Regions from separate parts of the Canis lupus genome. Here region 1 is linked to region 2. Evidence: chromatin contacts called from public Hi-C data. All regions are on one chromosome and are shown on one strand. The core of a region is the stretch at or near the end of the contact, and the rest is flanking DNA. Distances in the headings are between cores, read along the strand shown.

Evidence for each region. A called contact is a pair of places that touch in the nucleus more often than the background predicts.
Region 1: a contact with region 2 is called in a Hi-C map of blood, with 2.5 times the contacts expected there. The contact joins the promoter of RGL1 here to the promoter of LAMC1 in region 2. A contact is called at or near these places in 2 of 9 Hi-C or Micro-C datasets (amygdala and blood).

What each region holds. Positions count from the first base shown.
Region 1 is chr7:16,865,055-16,868,367 of UU_Cfam_GSD_1.0, reverse strand. It overlaps RGL1 (ral guanine nucleotide dissociation stimulator-like 1), which reads right to left and starts at 1,433. Exons shown (of 18, transcript XM_038542279.1): 1 at 1,030-1,433. ARPC5 (actin-related protein 2/3 complex subunit 5) reads left to right here and starts at 1,726. Exons shown (of 4, transcript XM_038542275.1): 1 at 1,726-2,045. The coding sequence starts at 1,903.
Region 2 is chr7:16,284,786-16,288,422 of UU_Cfam_GSD_1.0, reverse strand. LAMC1 (laminin subunit gamma-1) reads right to left here and starts at 1,650. Exons shown (of 28, transcript XM_038542252.1): 1 at 1,236-1,650. The coding sequence starts at 1,650.

The DNA of each region.
Region 1 (3,313 bases), core at 184-2,683, 580 kb before region 2:
CTCTTCCTTTTCTTACTGATTCATTATGTTCAGTGTGACTTTCAAACTGTACTGCCTTTCACATTTTATTCATTCATCAATGAATAATTGAGTACCAGAATGTATTGAGCACTGCCTGCATGCTTAGCATTACATCAGATGTAAAGCAAGATACAAAATAAATAAAAGGCAAGTCTTTGCCCTCCAGAATCTTTTGATCTCTTCCAGGAGCAAGATAAAACATGATATGTCATTAAGTAATTCGTAAGACTAACGCCAAAATCAATGGTACAAGTAACATGCATTTTGCATCTATGTAGAATTTTAGAGCTTCAGAACACTTTCCCGTACTTAGTCCTCAGAACAATCTCGCGAAGTACGTTATTATTAGCTCCACTTTAGCAACGAGGAACCTGAAATTGAGGATTTTAAGTGGCATGCCTCAATCAAATAGATTATGAGTGGAAGTCAATACTTCAGCCAGGGTTTTTGATTCTAAGTCCAGGGCTCGTTTCAATACAGCACAGGAAACCAAGGATTGGGGTATCAACAGGGCAACAGCTGGCTTTCTGCTAGAGGTGGAATTGAACGAGACCTGAGAGGATGTCAGGAAAACATAAAGCTATCTGAGCAGCGTCCAGCTAAATGTCCAAAATAATTTTATTCTGCAAATATTTGTGCTTCGGTGTTACACACACAGCACAACTACCATTTCTTTAGTGTTAGTGCCTTTGCCTCCTCAGTAAGGGCTTTGCTCTCAGAAACGAGGATGTCCAATGTAATAAAAAGCTGGCCTAGCAGGATCATATAAATCTCAAATCACAAATATAAATCTTCATCTCAAACCTACTAATCCTCACACGTTTTGTTTCCCCACAGCACCGGAGGGCATAGCTCGCCCCTATCCTTTTCTTCCGTGCTTGCTCCAAACCACCACTTATTTTTAAGATGCCGGTGACTGACCCTACCCCAAATTCCACAGGTCCGCCCCAGGTCTGCCACGCGAGCCCTTGCCCAGAACCTCCGTCTCCCTCCCCAAGGAGATGATACCTAGTTCAGGCTCTGCAGGTGCCGTCGGGATGCTGTCACACAGCACAGCCAGATAAGAGACGACCTTTCGACTCCGTCCTTGGGGACTTCCCGCTGGCCGCGCGGCGTAGCTCCAGCCCCGGGAAAGGGGCTCCCGGCTCAGGAACGCAGCCACGGGCAGCGCACGGTCCCAAGTGATGCCTCTGACAACTAGACCGACGCTGGGCGCCCGGGCGCGCATCACTCCGCCCCATACTCCTGCCAACTGCAGGGGACTCGGTCCGGCCACCAGTCCATCCCACCCCACAGGCAAGTCCGGGCCAGCCGGACCTCACGCAGGACCCCGGCGACAGGTCGCTGGCGGCGGCGGCGGCGGCGGCGGCGGCAGCAGGAGCCACCCGCCCCCAGAGCCCATAGCCGCCAGCCTAAGACCCCCGCCGCCCCCCTTCCGCGGGACCGCAGAGAAGCGTTGCTATGGAAACCCCCTGGGGATCACGTGACGCCCGCGGACGGCCAATCGCCTCTCACCTCTGCCCGCGGCGCCGCTTTCGGCCCGCCCCCGGCCCCGCCCCCGCCCGCCCCCGCCTCCCTCGCCCCGCCCCGCCCCCTTCCTGCCGCGAGCCCGCGCCTGCGCACTGCGCCCGGCGCGCCGTCCCTCGCGCGCGCGCCCGGGAGGAGCGGGGGCGGCGTGGGCGGCGGGCGGAGAGCATGTCGCCGAGGAGGAAGGAGCGCCGCCAGCGCGCAGGCCCAGAAGCGTCCGAGCCGCGGCTGCCGGCGACGCCCCAGAGCGGAAGAGGGAAGTGAAGGCGCCCGGGCTGCGGGTTCCTGGTGGGCTGCGCTTCCCGAGGGCGAGGCAGCACCGAGAGGAGGCTTAGGCCGCCGGTCCGGCTCGCGATGTCGAAGAACACGGTGTCGTCGGCCCGGTTCCGGAAGGTGGACGTGGATGAGTACGACGAGAACAAGTTCGTGGACGAGGAGGACGGGGGCGACGGGCAGGCCGGGCCCGACGAAGGCGAGGTGGACTCCTGCCTGCGGCAATATCCTTGGCGTTTGCCGGCCTCCCCGCGCTCCCGCCCCGCCCCGCCCCGGGACCCCGCGACCCCGCCCGGGGACCCCGCCCGCCGGGCCGCTCCCGGGGCAGGGGCGGCGGCTCTGGCCCTGCGGGGTCCGCCGGACGGGCGGCCGGGGGCGCTCCCGCGTCTAGCCGAGTCACCCCGGGTCACCCCGGGTCACCCCGGAGCCCGCCCCCGCCCCGACTCCTCAGGTGGCGGCCCGAGTCGCTGCCCCGGGAAGCGGCGGGGCGGCCGCGCCCTCGGGGCTCGGAGGGGAGGCCTCGGCTGCTGTCCGCCGGCCCCGGGGGGAGGGGCAGGGGCCCGGGCCCGAGGTCACGGAGGTCCCCCCGCCCCTCCGGAGGTGTGCGATTGCGGGGAGCGGGCTGCCTGCGTCGTGGTGCTGGCGGTTCGCTCTTCGGCCGCGTTAGGAGAGTTCATTCCTCGCGGGGAGGCATGGGGCGGTGTGCACGGTCGAGGCCCCCTGGCCTTTTTAGCCCCTGGGCCCTTTTAATAATTATAGTTATTTACAGAGAAAGGAATTTGTTGCAGATACGAATGTGTTAGCCCCGGGGAAACGGAGTGAGTACGAAACGGCCAGCTCCCGACAAGGAAGCTTGGAGGCTTCTACCTGCGAAGCAAGGGGACAATGCACAGGGATGGCAGGTGGAGAATCCCTGGAAATATTTAAGATAAGCCCCAGTGAATAAAGTAGATGATGAGCAAAATAGACGATGAGTCATTTTGCGCAAAGCAGCATCATTTTTTATTTTTTTTATTTTTTATTTTTTGCAATCCTGAAATCCATTTCCATTTCAGTTAAAATGCGGCTGTCAGTTCCTGGGGTTTTTGGTGTTGTTTTTTTTTTTTTTTTTTTTTTGCATATTTGAATATTCATCAGTGTTGAGCGAGTATTTGGCACCACATCTCTTTTAGAAAAATGTAAATGTTGCAACAGCTAAAGCTGTAGTTCTAGAGATTCTCAATTACTGAATTCACTCACTTCTAATTATTCTTGAATGTATTCATAAGATAGGGAAGACTTTTTAAACCTCTCCTCATCAATGTTCTATTAAAGTATAATGGGGAAATAGGAGTGAAAATATTGGTTGTGACTATATCTAGTCTTAAAGGCACCTAAAATACAGCATTAAACATTTACCAACATACAGATGTTTCTTTGATTTCCACAACTCTCACAGTCAGCTGTTGCTCTGTTGCATTATTTAAATACGTAAGTGCTTTAAGGTCTTAAA
Region 2 (3,637 bases), core at 401-2,900:
TCTTGACACTTATGTAAAGTGTAACGTACCAGAGAGCGGTGGAAAGAAAGATGCAACACCATGACCAAAAGAACTATTTGCCTATAAAACATTCCTTTCAAAGACACTCAAATAATATTAGCCTTACAGAATTATCCTTTGACTGAAGAATGGTTTGGGCCCTACGTTCTCTCTGGAAGTTCGTTACCAGCTACCAGTAAAATCCATTCTTTCAGTGCAATGGGGACAAATCAGATGCCAGTTTCTCACGCAAACCTTACTCTGTTAAACACAATAATGAATTATTCTGCTTGTTTATATATTTCAATGATGAAGAAAAACTTTGATCAAATGTGAGTTTTGATAGCTTAGGATAAACATGTCCATCCTCATCCACCACCCAGCAACAAAGTTTTCTATACATCCTTTTCCTGATTTCTAAAAGGTCATTCATACATGTCTGTACACTTGTTCTGAATCCAAGTAAGAGGAAAGACGGTAAGGAGAGCCTTTTTACCCAGGGACCAAACTGTGGCCAGAAATTACGGTGAGTGCCCGCTTTCTTGTTCTCTCTGTACCAGGAGTAGCAGCGTAATAGCTTTGTGGCCCTTAGTTAAGGCTGAACAACTCTGAAGCACAGTAACTTTAAAAGTGAATTTCTATTTTAATTACACACAGGCCATACCTGTAGTTAAAAAAAAAAAAAAAAAGCATGCTTCCCTCCAATCCCCTTCACTAGAGACCCCTCTGCTCTCTACCTTATTCAATAGAGCAAACGGCAATCACGCTCAATCCTGGAGAGGCATTTAAACAAGGTAATAGTATTTAAGGTGGACTTTCCTATCTCTGATTCAAGAATGCTCCGTGATTGGCCCTGCAAGGAGGCAGAAGAAGCGAGCATAGGGGTTTCTGATGAACGCTTTCGGGGGGACAAAAAAAAAGGGGGTGGGGGACAGAAACAGCCCAAATGGCGAGTCCTCCAGGGAGCGAGAATCCGGTTACGTTATAAAGGACAGAAAAGCAGAGCCCGAGGTGCTAGCGCGGGGAGGCATCCCGGCCCTAGCGGGATGGCAGGTGGTCGATTAGCTCGGACGCTGCAGAAGGGGCGATCCGTGCGGCCCCCGCCGGGGAGCCGGGGGGCCGGGGGGCCGGGGGCCGGGGAGCAGGGCGCCAGCGCGCGGCTGTGCGGGCCCCCAGGCCGGCCGGCAGGTGGAGGCGGCCAGGGCAGGGGCAGGGGCAGGAGCGTCCCCGCTTACCCAGGTGCAGCGTGAGGTTGATGGAGTTGGGGTACTGCACCCCGGCCAGCATGGTCTGGCTCTGCCACCAGGTGGTGTCGGCCTGGTTGTTGTAGTCGGTCAGGAAGGCCGCCCCGTGCTGCAGGTGGGGCTGCCCGGCGTCGCACAGGTGACAGGACTTGGTGACCCCGGTCACCCCGGTCTGCACACAGTACTCCTCGGGCGGAGCCCCGCACGTGTTGGTGGCCACCACGGTCACGTTGAAGGCGGCGTTGACGAACTCGGGCATGCAGCGCTGCGGCCGCCCGCCCTCGTCCGCGCACTCGTCCATGGCCGCCCGGGCGCAGCCGGCCGCCGCGGCCGCCAGCACCGCCAGCAGCGGCCAGAGCCGGCCCCGGGGCCGCAGCGCCCGCGCGGCCCGCTCGCCGCCCGTCATCCCGCCCGCGCGCTGGGCCGCGGCGAAGGCGAAGGCGAGGGCGAGGGCGCGGGCGCGGGCGCGGGCGCGTTCCGGTCGCCCCGCGGGGTCCCGGGGAGGCCGCTGCGCTGGCGGCGGCCGAGCGCGGGGCCCGGGGTCGGACTGCACACACCGGCCCGCGCGCGCCGCCCGGCTCCCACCGCCGCCCGGCTCCCACCCGCGACGCAGCCCGCCCTGGGCGCCGACCCCCGACTTCCGAGCGCGGCCCCGAGAGCGCGCCCCCGGGAGGAAGGAGCGGGGGGGTGGGGTCTGGCGGCGGAGACAGCCCGGCCCCGGCCCCGGCCTCGGCTCAGCGGCTCCCGCGGCCCCGGAGCGGCTCCCCCGCCCTCCTCGCGCCGTGGACTGCGCGGCCGAGCCGGCGACTCGCGGCGGCGGGAGCGGCGGGGGCGGGGGCGGGGGCGGCGGCATCTCGCGCTCGGGCCCGCGGCGCGCGGGCGGCGGGGGAGGGGCCTCGGGGGCGCGGGGAGCGGGCAGGGGAGGGGCGGCGGGGCGGCGGGGCGGTGCATGCCGGGAGGGAAGGGGAGGCTCGGGGGAGCCCGCGCCCTGCGGGAGCCGGCCCGGGGTGCCCCGGCCGCGCGGCCCCGGGAGAGCCCGGAGCAGGGGGCGCGGGGCGTGGAGGGAGCCCTAGAGGGCGACGCGGGGTCGGCGAGCTCCCTGGGAACCGGCCTTTGGCCCCGCCAGGTGTCGGTGGTTGCGTGCGGCGGGCGGCGCCCTGGGGCCGGGGCTCGAGGGACCTGACGGTGGGCGCTGCCCGAAGGCTCCCGGCCCCGGCGCCCCCGCCCCCCCCCGCCCCGGGAATGCGCCCTCCTGCTGCTCCTGCTGCTGCTCCTCCTGCTGCTGCTCCTCCTGCTCCTGCTGCAGCGCCTGCTCCCGCTGCTGCTGCTGCGCGGGGCTGGGCTCTAACCTTCTCCCAGGAGAGGGAGAGGTCCCGGGGTGTCCCCAGGGACTGACACGGTCCCTATCCCCCCCCCCCCGAGAATTAAGGGCCTTGGTCTCAGCATTAGAATGACTTTTCTGAAGCAATTTCCTGCCTCCAAATTAAAGTGTAACCCGTCGTTTAACAGGGGCAGAGAAGGAAGTGGAAGCGCTGGGAATGGAATGACATTTTTTCCCCTGGGTAGGCAGACCCACTGCGAAATTCTTCCACTGTGTTGTTTATGTTCCCATCTTGCCTTTAAAAGACTCGAAATTATCTGGATCTGACATCCTCCTCTTCGGGCCTGCTGAGTCACGGAATATTCTCCGTGCCAGGATGACTCAGTTCACAGAACCTGAGCCAGAAGATCATGAGTTTTAGTCCCAGATCAGAACCCCGGGCACTTACCCCAGTGCTGATACGACAAGTAAGGACAGGGAAAGGAGGGTGCTGTGAAAGGGGGCCGCCCCGGGGTGGGTGGTTTTTACACGTTTGGAGTCCCCGGGCAAAGTGGATGCTCGTGAGACACAATTCCTTTTTTTTTTAATTTTCCAGATCTTAAGCGAGAGTAGTAAATATATGCCCCCCCTCAATCCAAACCGACAAAAAGAAACAAACAAAAACCCATACCTGGTTTTACATCCTGTAGTTCCGTTAAGAGAGGGATAGTGGGGATCTGAAATAAGTAAGTAAATGTTAGGTTACTATGGTTGGGGTCAGTGTTACCTCCTGGAGGACAAAGATAATGGTCTGGTTGTTGGGGGCGTGGTCTTGCCAAAATGCTGAGCTTGCTTAGCAGGCACATGGATCCCTTACATTGTTCATTTATTTAATGGGATGGGTGAAGATGATGCCTGCCGAAAAGTCTCTTAACTCCTCATCCTTTGGCATCTCCACTTTGGAAGAAGAAAGCTGTGGGACTGTGGGTAACAGTAGTTTAATCCTTCCATATTTGAGTTGAAGCAAAATATTCATTTATACTTAGGATGATAATCTCTCAGTGTCTTATTGTACTTGAGAACAAAGGCATAT